3 separate regions of the Mus musculus genome follow, and regions 1 and 3 are each linked to region 2. Evidence: chromatin contacts called from public Hi-C and HiChIP or PLAC-seq data. All regions are on one chromosome and are shown on one strand. The core of a region is the stretch at or near the end of the contact, and the rest is flanking DNA. Distances in the headings are between cores, read along the strand shown.

The links. Hi-C and Micro-C count contacts between places; a contact is called where the count stands out from the background. HiChIP or PLAC-seq counts read pairs in DNA pulled down with a chosen protein or histone mark.
Region 1: a contact with region 2 is called in an H3K4me3 HiChIP or PLAC-seq map of bone marrow-derived macrophages, with 6 times the contacts expected there. The contact joins two enhancer-like sites. A contact is called at or near these places in 7 of 39 promoter capture datasets (the HPC-7 cell line, cranial neural crest, frontonasal cranial neural crest and 4 more), 5 of 484 Hi-C or Micro-C datasets (the HL-1 cell line, bone marrow-derived macrophages, embryonic fibroblasts and 2 more), 27 of 115 datasets of contacts at active chromatin or transcription factors (the NIH/3T3 cell line, SST interneurons, acute myeloid leukemia and 18 more) and 4 of 9 other capture datasets (adipose tissue, embryonic stem cells, liver and 1 more).
Region 3: a contact with region 2 is called in a Hi-C map of bone marrow-derived macrophages, with 35 read pairs. The contact joins two enhancer-like sites. A contact is called at or near these places in 14 of 39 promoter capture datasets (the 3T3-L1 cell line, the C10 cell line, the HPC-7 cell line and 7 more), 2 of 15 datasets of contacts at CTCF or cohesin (CD8 T cells and large pre-B cells), 19 of 484 Hi-C or Micro-C datasets (CD4 T cells, the HL-1 cell line, Th1 cells and 10 more), 40 of 115 datasets of contacts at active chromatin or transcription factors (CD8 T cells, the HPC-7 cell line, the NIH/3T3 cell line and 27 more) and 5 of 9 other capture datasets (adipose tissue, bone marrow-derived macrophages, embryonic stem cells and 2 more).

What each region holds. Positions count from the first base shown.
Region 1 is chr16:89,863,324-89,866,186 of GRCm38.p6, forward strand. Tiam1 (T cell lymphoma invasion and metastasis 1) reads right to left here. Exons shown (of 28, transcript NM_009384.3): 8 at 1,911-2,096. Among named protein-coding and RNA genes, the nearest start is that of Gm52239, 70 kb to the left of the region's middle. Within about 2 kb of position 1,603, at least 22 of the 459 cell types and tissues checked have an H3K27ac peak or open chromatin away from gene starts, as enhancers often do. A contact at or near this core is called in bone marrow-derived macrophages, where this site is marked.
Region 2 is chr16:90,135,830-90,138,674 of GRCm38.p6, forward strand. It overlaps a transcript of Tiam1 not described here. Among named protein-coding and RNA genes, the nearest start is that of Gm10789, 5.0 kb to the right of the region's middle. Within about 2 kb of position 1,547, at least 48 of the 459 cell types and tissues checked have an H3K27ac peak or open chromatin away from gene starts, as enhancers often do. A contact at or near this core is called in bone marrow-derived macrophages, where this site is marked.
Region 3 is chr16:89,843,082-89,845,995 of GRCm38.p6, forward strand. Tiam1 (T cell lymphoma invasion and metastasis 1) reads right to left here. Exons shown (of 28, transcript NM_009384.3): 13 at 172-253. Among named protein-coding and RNA genes, the nearest start is that of Gm52239, 50 kb to the left of the region's middle. Within about 2 kb of position 1,665, at least 17 of the 459 cell types and tissues checked have an H3K27ac peak or open chromatin away from gene starts, as enhancers often do. A contact at or near this core is called in bone marrow-derived macrophages, where this site is marked.

The DNA of each region.
Region 1 (2,863 bases), core at 353-2,852, 270 kb before region 2:
GTGGCGGTCACCTGACTATCTATCAGTCAGCCCATCCGTGCAAACAAGAACAATGATAACCTTTCTTCAAAGACTACAGTGGGGACCCTTCAGTTAATGAAGGCAAATCACTCAGCAGGGCTGAGGCTCTCCTAGTGAATGGGACTCCCATTGTAGCTCAAAGCCCTCCCCTGGCCCTGGAACCCTTGCACCTCCTCCGGCCCCACTTGAAAGGAGGGGGGTACATCCTAGACAAAGGAGAAATTGAAGAATGATTCCGCTCCCATTGAGAGGAGGGGACTCTTAGGGTCAAATGACAAGGAGAGATTGGGGGGCGGGGTGTCCAATGGATCAGAATGAAATTCCCTGCCTGTGTTGTTCTTCAAGAGCCCGGGCAGAAAATAGAACAAGATACCCAACAGAGTGACCTAACGTGTTCTGTCTCAAGTCAAAGCCCTGCTGCAGAAAGGCCAGGATGCATGGACACCAAAACCAAGGTTTGCGCTGGCGAGGCAGTCAGCAAGAAACAGAAGAGAGCAACAGAGAAGCAGACTTAGGGAATTAAACAGCATTCGTCCAAATAACTGAGCAAAAAGACCCGTCAGAGTTACCAACTTCTTCAATGGGGCAGATTTCACACACCTGTCACCAGATGAGGCGTGCACACTTCATAGACATTAAGAGGGCGAGTTTAGAAGATCAAAAATCAATTACGACAAGTGGCTCAATGGCTTCTCCTTGTCTGTTTCAGAGACATAAGCTCCAATGTCTTATAAGAAAAAAAATCAAAGCACAGAAGTTTAAGGGGTGTGGATACTGGAGTTCGAGAGGTGGTGCCTCACCTGAGCTTGCTTGTTAATAAAAATAAATACTTTTGATTAGGATATTCTAACAGGAGCAAAGTGAAAATTTTCATCTCATATTTTCTTCCCACACAGAATGAAGATTTGGCTAAATTAAAAACTATAACAGACCTAGCCCGTGCCATTGGTGAAAACTGGGTTCAGGTCTTAGTCCTCACTCACCCAGCTATTACAGACAAAAACAAAACTGTAACAGCCAGAGAGATGGGCAAGTAGGGATGAAATTAGCAGATATGACGGTTTTAACAAACTCTAGAAATTGGTGTTTAAGACCGCTTTCAAAATGTAAATCTCCTTCTAACTATCTGAATGATGATACAAATCTATTTACAAAGAATGCAAACACACCTTGGGCAGAATTATAGCTCAGAATTCGGTGGAGGGCTCAGCTGTCACTCAGCTGAGACTTCCCAGGGCAGCTCTGTCTGGACCCTAACATTTAACATCTATCTAATTCGACAGCAAATGTGTCACGGGTGCGGTACCCCTACATTATGAGGACGTCTCCCTACATTGGCTACAACGTGTTGCTTGTACACGGGTTGTTTTTCCCCTTTGGCAGAAATGGACCCAAAGTACACAAAGCTGTTTGTAATTTAGCAAGTGTTCAAGATTACAGATTGTCAACACAGTACAGCACACAACCTGCTGCTTGCTCTCGGGGTCAGACAAAAGCCTCCTTCTTTAGGAGAGCAAGTGTTCGGCTACTTCCTCACTGAAACTTGGCCTTCCTCAAACACACCATATAGTTGCAGCCATCAAACTATGACAGAGTGAGACCTCCAGTCTCCACAAAGATCTGTGGGAGAGCTGCAATTCCCTATACTATGGACAGGGGGTAGGAGTGTGAGTTTCCTTTACACAATAGTTTCAGCCCTATCCAGAGAGATTTATGTAAGCGCATTTCCACAAAGGTTCAAATAAATTTTTTGCATGACCTGCCAAGTGAAGCCTTTTTGGAAATCTGTATGAGCCAGAACCAGGGGACGCTACAGAATCTCTGTCAGGTCCTGTTCAGGAGTAAGCCTTGAGGTGAATATTCCCCAAAAGTCACTTGCTTCTACTCACCAGGGCATGAAAAGATGACACGGAGAAGATCCCGAGGCGGCCCATGGCCACCTTCGTGGGCCGGCTCGCAAAAGCAAGCAGCCTTTTGGGGTTTGGCAGCTCCCCGCCCTGGAGGCTGGCGAGGTAACAGCGGAATCGGAACAGGTCCATCTGGAACTGTTCGAGGTTCTGCTCCCAAACGAAGATCTACAGTCGTGGGGGGGGGGGGGGAGGAGACAGGGGGAGAGAAAAGGGTCAGGGAAGGTAAGAGCAAACGTTAGCCACCGTCTTCTCCAAGAGCCTTGCAGATCTGTTTATCGTAAGGCACAATTATAATCCCAGAGGGTAAACAACGGGGGGGGGGGTGTCTCTTAGGGTGCATGCGCTCTTGTTTACAAAGACCTGTAACCATAAACTCAGTATCAGAAACAAAGTACATTGTTAGTTACTGGTGCTCTCCTAGCCAAGATGTCATGGGTCATGGAGAGTGTGTGTGTGTGTGTGTGTGTGTGTGTGTGTGTGTGTGTAATTTCTGACCACTAACCTAAGATGGAAGGAATGAAAATGGAGGGATTCCCAGTACCAGGGAACTTTCATGTGGGCTAAGAGAGAGCTTTTACCAAGGAAAGAAAAGAAAAAGAAAGTCAGTTAAAGGTCAAAAGCAAATAAACTAAAGGCTTTGGTAAACACGGTAAGCACGGGGTGGTAAGAAAGGGTTGGAGGTAGGAAGCTGTCAGTGGTGGAGACCCAGATACTGGGTAAGGGGTCCCACCCACAGCTAGTGCCCACACACGTGTCTCTGTCACTCAAAGTGGCAAGATATCCTCTAGCTACTGATATGACATTCAAGCAAGATCACAGAGGGGTGAGGTGCATTCAAGAATAACACGCTGACACAGACTGTAAGCTCCTGGGGCTGGAGAGATGACTCAGCAGCTAAACGCTCTTGTTGCTCTGACAGGACCCGGGGTCTG
Region 2 (2,845 bases), core at 297-2,796:
CTGGGAATTGTAGTCCCATGTAGTGATGAGCTGCCTGCCATTTGGGTGCTGAGAACAGAGAGAGGGGTCCTGTGGAAAGGCAACCTGTGTCCAAACACTAAGCCACTTCTCCAGCCAGTAAGTCAGTCAGTATTTTAAAATAAAATGCTCTCTATGTGCCTCAACACAACCTTTAACTTAGTCATATAACCAGAATCACAGGGAAAATAAATAAACAAACCCAGTAATTCACTCCACTGTGGAAGAACAGCTTTGACAGAGTTGTGACCAAGAAGACATTTTTTTATTGTCAGTTTTGAAAAAGGACAATATGCAAAGACCATCAAGAAAATTAAATCACTGTCACAGAATGGAGAAAATATATGGAAATCATGTCAGACCTATGGCACCATGCACGCATGCAGAGACAGGCCCAGGTGCAAGGAAGGTGCTCTCCCGGCTGGCACGCAGGGGGTCCTGGACTCAGAGCAAGCAAATGAACAAATAAACGATAAGGAATCCTTACAGCAATTAAATGAGGAAGATCCAGTGGAGGAATCAGCAATGAGCTGAGTGGATGTTTTTGGAGGAAAAAAAAAAAAAAACAAAACAAAACTCAATTAGCCACAGAGCACCAAGAGGACACTCTGCATTATCCCCAGAGAAATGCAAATCAAAGCCAAGGAGCAGCTACGGGACATAGAAGAAGACATTGAGGACAGAGAGAAACCTGAAATCTCAGGCCCTGTGGATAGGAAGGCAAGAGAGTGCAACCCTTCTGGAAATTCGCCTAAGCGTCCTCCAAAGAGGAAAACAGAACTGTCATATGGCCTGGCGACACCACTCTTAGGATGATCAGAAAACTTTAAAAAGCCAAACAAATGGTACACTACTGTCATGGCCACAACCACTCACAATGGCAGAAAGGTGAAAGTGACCCCAGTGGCCGTCAAAATACACAAAACTCACTGTAGCCAACCAATGGCATGTTATCCATCCATTAAAAAAAGAAGAGAGAGAGTGCCGGGCGGTGGTGACACATGCCTTTAATCCCAGCACTCGGGAGGCAGAGGCAGGTGGATTTCTGAGTTCAAGGCCAGCCTGGTCAACAAAGTGAGTGCCAGGACAGCCAGGGCTATACAGAGAAACCCTGTCTTGAAAAACCAAAAAAAAAGAGAGAGAGAGAGAGAGAGAGAGAGATGGACTACAGACACATGCTTCCAGAGGAAGGATGCTTAAGGGATGATATGCTGGGGCTCAGGAGACGGCTCAGTGAATAAAGTATTTGCAGGTTCCTGGCACTCACATAAAAGCCCACCTGTGACAGCTGGCCTATGATCCCAGTGCTCAAAGGATAGAAGAGACAAAGCAAAGGCTTCCCCAGGGCCGGAGGGCGGGCAGTCGGGCAGGTGGGCAGGTGGGCAGGCAGGCGGGCGGGCGGGCAGGCAGGCGGGCGGGCGGGTGGGCAGGCGGGCAGGCTAGCTGACTAACCAAAGCCTTGGTTATAAATAAAGCGGGAAGTGGTCAGGCAGACACTCAATGCCAATCTCCGGTCTCCCCACGAGAACTCATGCAGAGCTGAACACCCATGAGCCCACCCATACACGTGCAAACACAAAGGCACACGTAGGCATACGTGACACACAGATACAAACGCAAGAAAAACTAGGCTAAGCTGTCCACGGCGGCACGGATCTGTGATCCGAGCACCAGAGAGGCTGAGGTGAGTGTCGTAAGTTCAAAAGCAGCCTGTGCAATACAGCGCACGATCTGTGTGCCTGAAAAGGAACAGGAGCCAACCCCGGAGTCCCCAGAGACAACTCCCACTGGAAACCATCGCCTGGGGTGGGGGGCAGCCAGGGACACAATCCATCCAACCCCCGTGCTGCCGGTGGATGACAAAAGCCCAGAGCTGAGCCAGTGTGGTGGCACACATCAGGGAACTCCAGCACTTGGGAGGCTGAGTCAGGAAAATCTCAAGGAGAAGAAGGTCAGCCTAGGCTACAGAGCAAGAATGACTCAAAACAAACAAGCAAAGACAACCCACAGGGCTGGTAATACGGCAATAATACGGCATATCACAGAGAAGAGGTTGTGAGGTTTGAAAAATGACCTGCCAAGGCCAGGCCTGAGCCTGAGATCCCTCCCCACAGACCCTGGAGCCTTCCAGTAAGTAGGGGGACAGGAACAGCCTGCAAAGCACCCACCCTTCCCTCATGGCCGCTCAGACACCAGTTCAGATGAGCACATCTCCACCTCCTGCCCTCCTCCTCACCGACTCCATCTCCACAGCCCCCAGACCTCCACCGGGAACACTCCTAGACTGGGCCTCATCCTGACGACCTTCCACCTCCCTGGGCCGACCTGCCAGGTTGCTGGGCCTATTCTCACCTCCGCAGAGCTGACGCAGGAAATCTGGAGCAGGAGGCAGACTTGATCTGTGTTGACGAGGTTCAGAGCTCTAAGGAAGATGGGAGAGTGGCAGGGGAGATGGAAGTGGTCCCCAGGGGTGGCAGATTTCACAAAGGCAGCCTGTTTCTACAGGATATCCTGTCTTCCCCCACTGCGGCAGAAGTGCGTTTGGGGCTCCTAAGGAAATGCAACTGAAAGTCGTTAGCCTAGGAGACCCTCCGCTCCACGCCATGCCAGGCGTCAGGCGGGGGCTCAGGCCCGCTGCTGCAGCCTTGTAGCCCCTCCCTCACAAACTGTACACAGCAAGTCTCCTTAAACTAGCTCCAAGACCTCAGGCCCAAGGATTGTTCCAAACCAGACTGACCTGTAGATCCATGGATACAACCACACACACACACACACACACACACACACACACTGTCGGTTCCAACAATACAGACCCATGCCACATTTC
Region 3 (2,914 bases), core at 415-2,914, 290 kb before region 2:
TGAGCGTCTCTCATAGCTCAGCTGCACTTCATGGCACAGGAGCCAGATGTGTGTTTAAAACAGGCCCCAAGGGCTTCTTATTGAATTGTAAATATGCTCAGTTCTGTTTACAGATGAAATGCTTTAACTGGAAACACAAACACCCAAGACCAAAGACAAATAAAAACCTACCGTAATTATCAGCGGCCGCGTCTGACTTCTCAATGTGGATATTCTGGGTGACTTTTGGACAGATTTCAATTTCTTTGTAAAGCTGCAAATCAGAGAGAGGGGGGCGAGTGAGGGGCCCATCGCAAATACGACAGATCAGCATTTTGTAAATTTGCTTTTTCATAATTGATACTTGAACAAAAATTCATGCTACATCAGTGTTTTTATTGAGTGAAAAACCTTCAGTTCTCAGCACCACGCTCAGCTAAGCTTAGAAAACCAGGCTGCTTCTAACCACGCTCTCTCCACATGCACATCACTCTATAGAGCACCCTAAATTCATCACAGACCTGAAACACAATGCCCCCATCATTAAACCCTCTAGTGCTGGGGCAGGGGACTCGTCAAAATCAAAAGGAGGTTATAAATATGCTGAGTGAAGGCCTGCACAGTACTAGACATCTCTGCCTGTTCACACAGCACTTCCACAGGAGGAAATCCACAGCAGGATCAACTGGTAGATACAGACTGTCTGTGTGATGAGATTCTCGGTTAGCCACTCAACTATACAAAATCATAAAGAAAAGTAAGTACACAAATCAACCAACCATCTATAAACCCAACATAGTCTAGAATGTGTTTCTGTATAAATGCAAGATTAAAGTATTATATAGCTCGCGCATCAGAAAATGTTTAAATCAACTGACAGTGCAGTTCCATATATCTGGAGCTAACTCACAAGACATGAATTTCAACTGTGTGCCTTATCATTCCATCCTGGGACAATTACAACGTCCATTTCACAAACAGGGCGCTAAGGCTGGTGAGAAAGTATTCTAACATGTTTGTAAAGCCAGGGTGGGCTGGGCAGGGTCTAAATGCAGTCTTGCAAGCCCCAGAGATATGGCTCTCTCTGTGTCCCACCATGGTGACTCCCAGCCCAGTGTGAAACCCAAAGAGGCCTGAGGTTAGGAGGATGAGCCTTCTTAGGTAAAAAACCTATAGCTGAAATCCAAATTTGAAGACAAATGCAAACTCTTACTGATCTGGAAATGAAAATAAATCTCAAGCCATAGAATTTGATAGGTACTGCATCCTGAGTCACTGAAGCGGACCTCGGTGACGTCTACCCCTGCCCCATCTCTTCAGGATGTCATTTTATACAGTCAAGAAGAAAGCACGGGTCTTTTTTTTTTAATGGTATACTATGACACAATGTGATAGGGGTTAGAGCTAGGAACACTGGCCGTACAGCCTGGGTGTCCGGGGGCATAATTCAATATGATTTTATTTAGACACTTCAGTTCACAAAATTAAATTCTCCAATTAGAGGACTTCAGTGATTTAAAGATCAGAAAATATAGCCACTACAATTACAAATACGGAATTATTTAAAGAAAGCTGACAAGACATGGCAGGACAAGCACCATGCTCACTCAATACCACAGTGTTCATCTCTGCTGGGGTTGAGCCCTGCTCATTTATTTTTAAATATGTGTAGCAGCCAGTCCTTCCCACTAGGTGACAGCATAGACCCGTTAGTTCTGACCATCTCTGCAGAGAGCCAGTGGGATACTTTGCTCAGAATTTCTGCTCTCCACTGTGTCCACTGTCTCGGTGTCACATAAGCCAGCCTCGGGGCCACACGCTCACTCTTGTGCTGACTGAGACTCAGGCCAGGTTAAGGAAAAAAAAAAAAAGTAAAAAAATACAGGAAACTTCTGTGTCTTAAAATGTGTTTTCTGAAACCACAGGATCTGGGCTAGGGAATTTGAAAGCTGGCCACCTTATGCACAGGCAAGTGGCACACATATTGAAGTTCCACGTTTAAAGTACTATTGAAGCACCTCCCCCAGGCCCCAGAGGGGAAACATCATAAGTTTTTAACACTGCTCTAACCACATGCTGTTAGTCCTGTCTCCCCGTCTCCCCTGACCATGCCAGCCTAAGCCACAAAGGCCTCTTAGCCACAGTACCCTAGCCAGCAGGGAGTCGTCCCGTGTCCTAGAGTGCGCTTGGCATACACCAACCTCAAGGAGCCTGTTACAATAGAGGCCAGCTGTTGCCATTACTAGGTAACTCACAGGACTGGTTTCAGGATCTCCAGGACCCCAGAATCTCCAAACCCATGGGTGCTCAACTCTCTTATGGGAAACAGTGTGGTATTTGCATAAAAGCTATGTCACACAGGCTTTGAATTGTCTTTAGATTGCACTTGATACCTACCTAATACAACACAAATGATAGGCAGATTGTCTTCATTTTGTATTGCGTGAGAAGTTAAGAACTGAGACACACACACACTCTCTCTCTCTCTCTCTCTTTCAAATTTTATCAATGGCGTCGCTTACTGAGCCTAGAGTTCGCCAATTCAGCCAGGCTGGCCAGCCAGCCAGGTCTGAGGCTCCCGCTGTCTCTGCCTCCTGCACTGGGATTAGAGGTGCCTGGCTCTGTACCACCGTTTACAGGGGTACCGGAGTCTAGAGCTCAGGCTTCTGTGGCAGGAATGTTACCAACTGACCTTTCTCCCCAGACCCATGTCACACCTTCTTGAAACACTTTTCTGTAAAACACGTGAGACTCACATCTTGTTCTCCTCACCCCCAGACTCACCTCACACCTCAGCATGCCAGCACCGTGCCTCTCTCCCTAACTTCTTGCTTCTCCAAGCCTGAAAACCTGCTGCCAGTGACAGGTTTTTACATGTATTTCTGCGAACCTGAATAGAGGCTCCTCCAGAAACAGGACCCCCCCCCCCCCACCT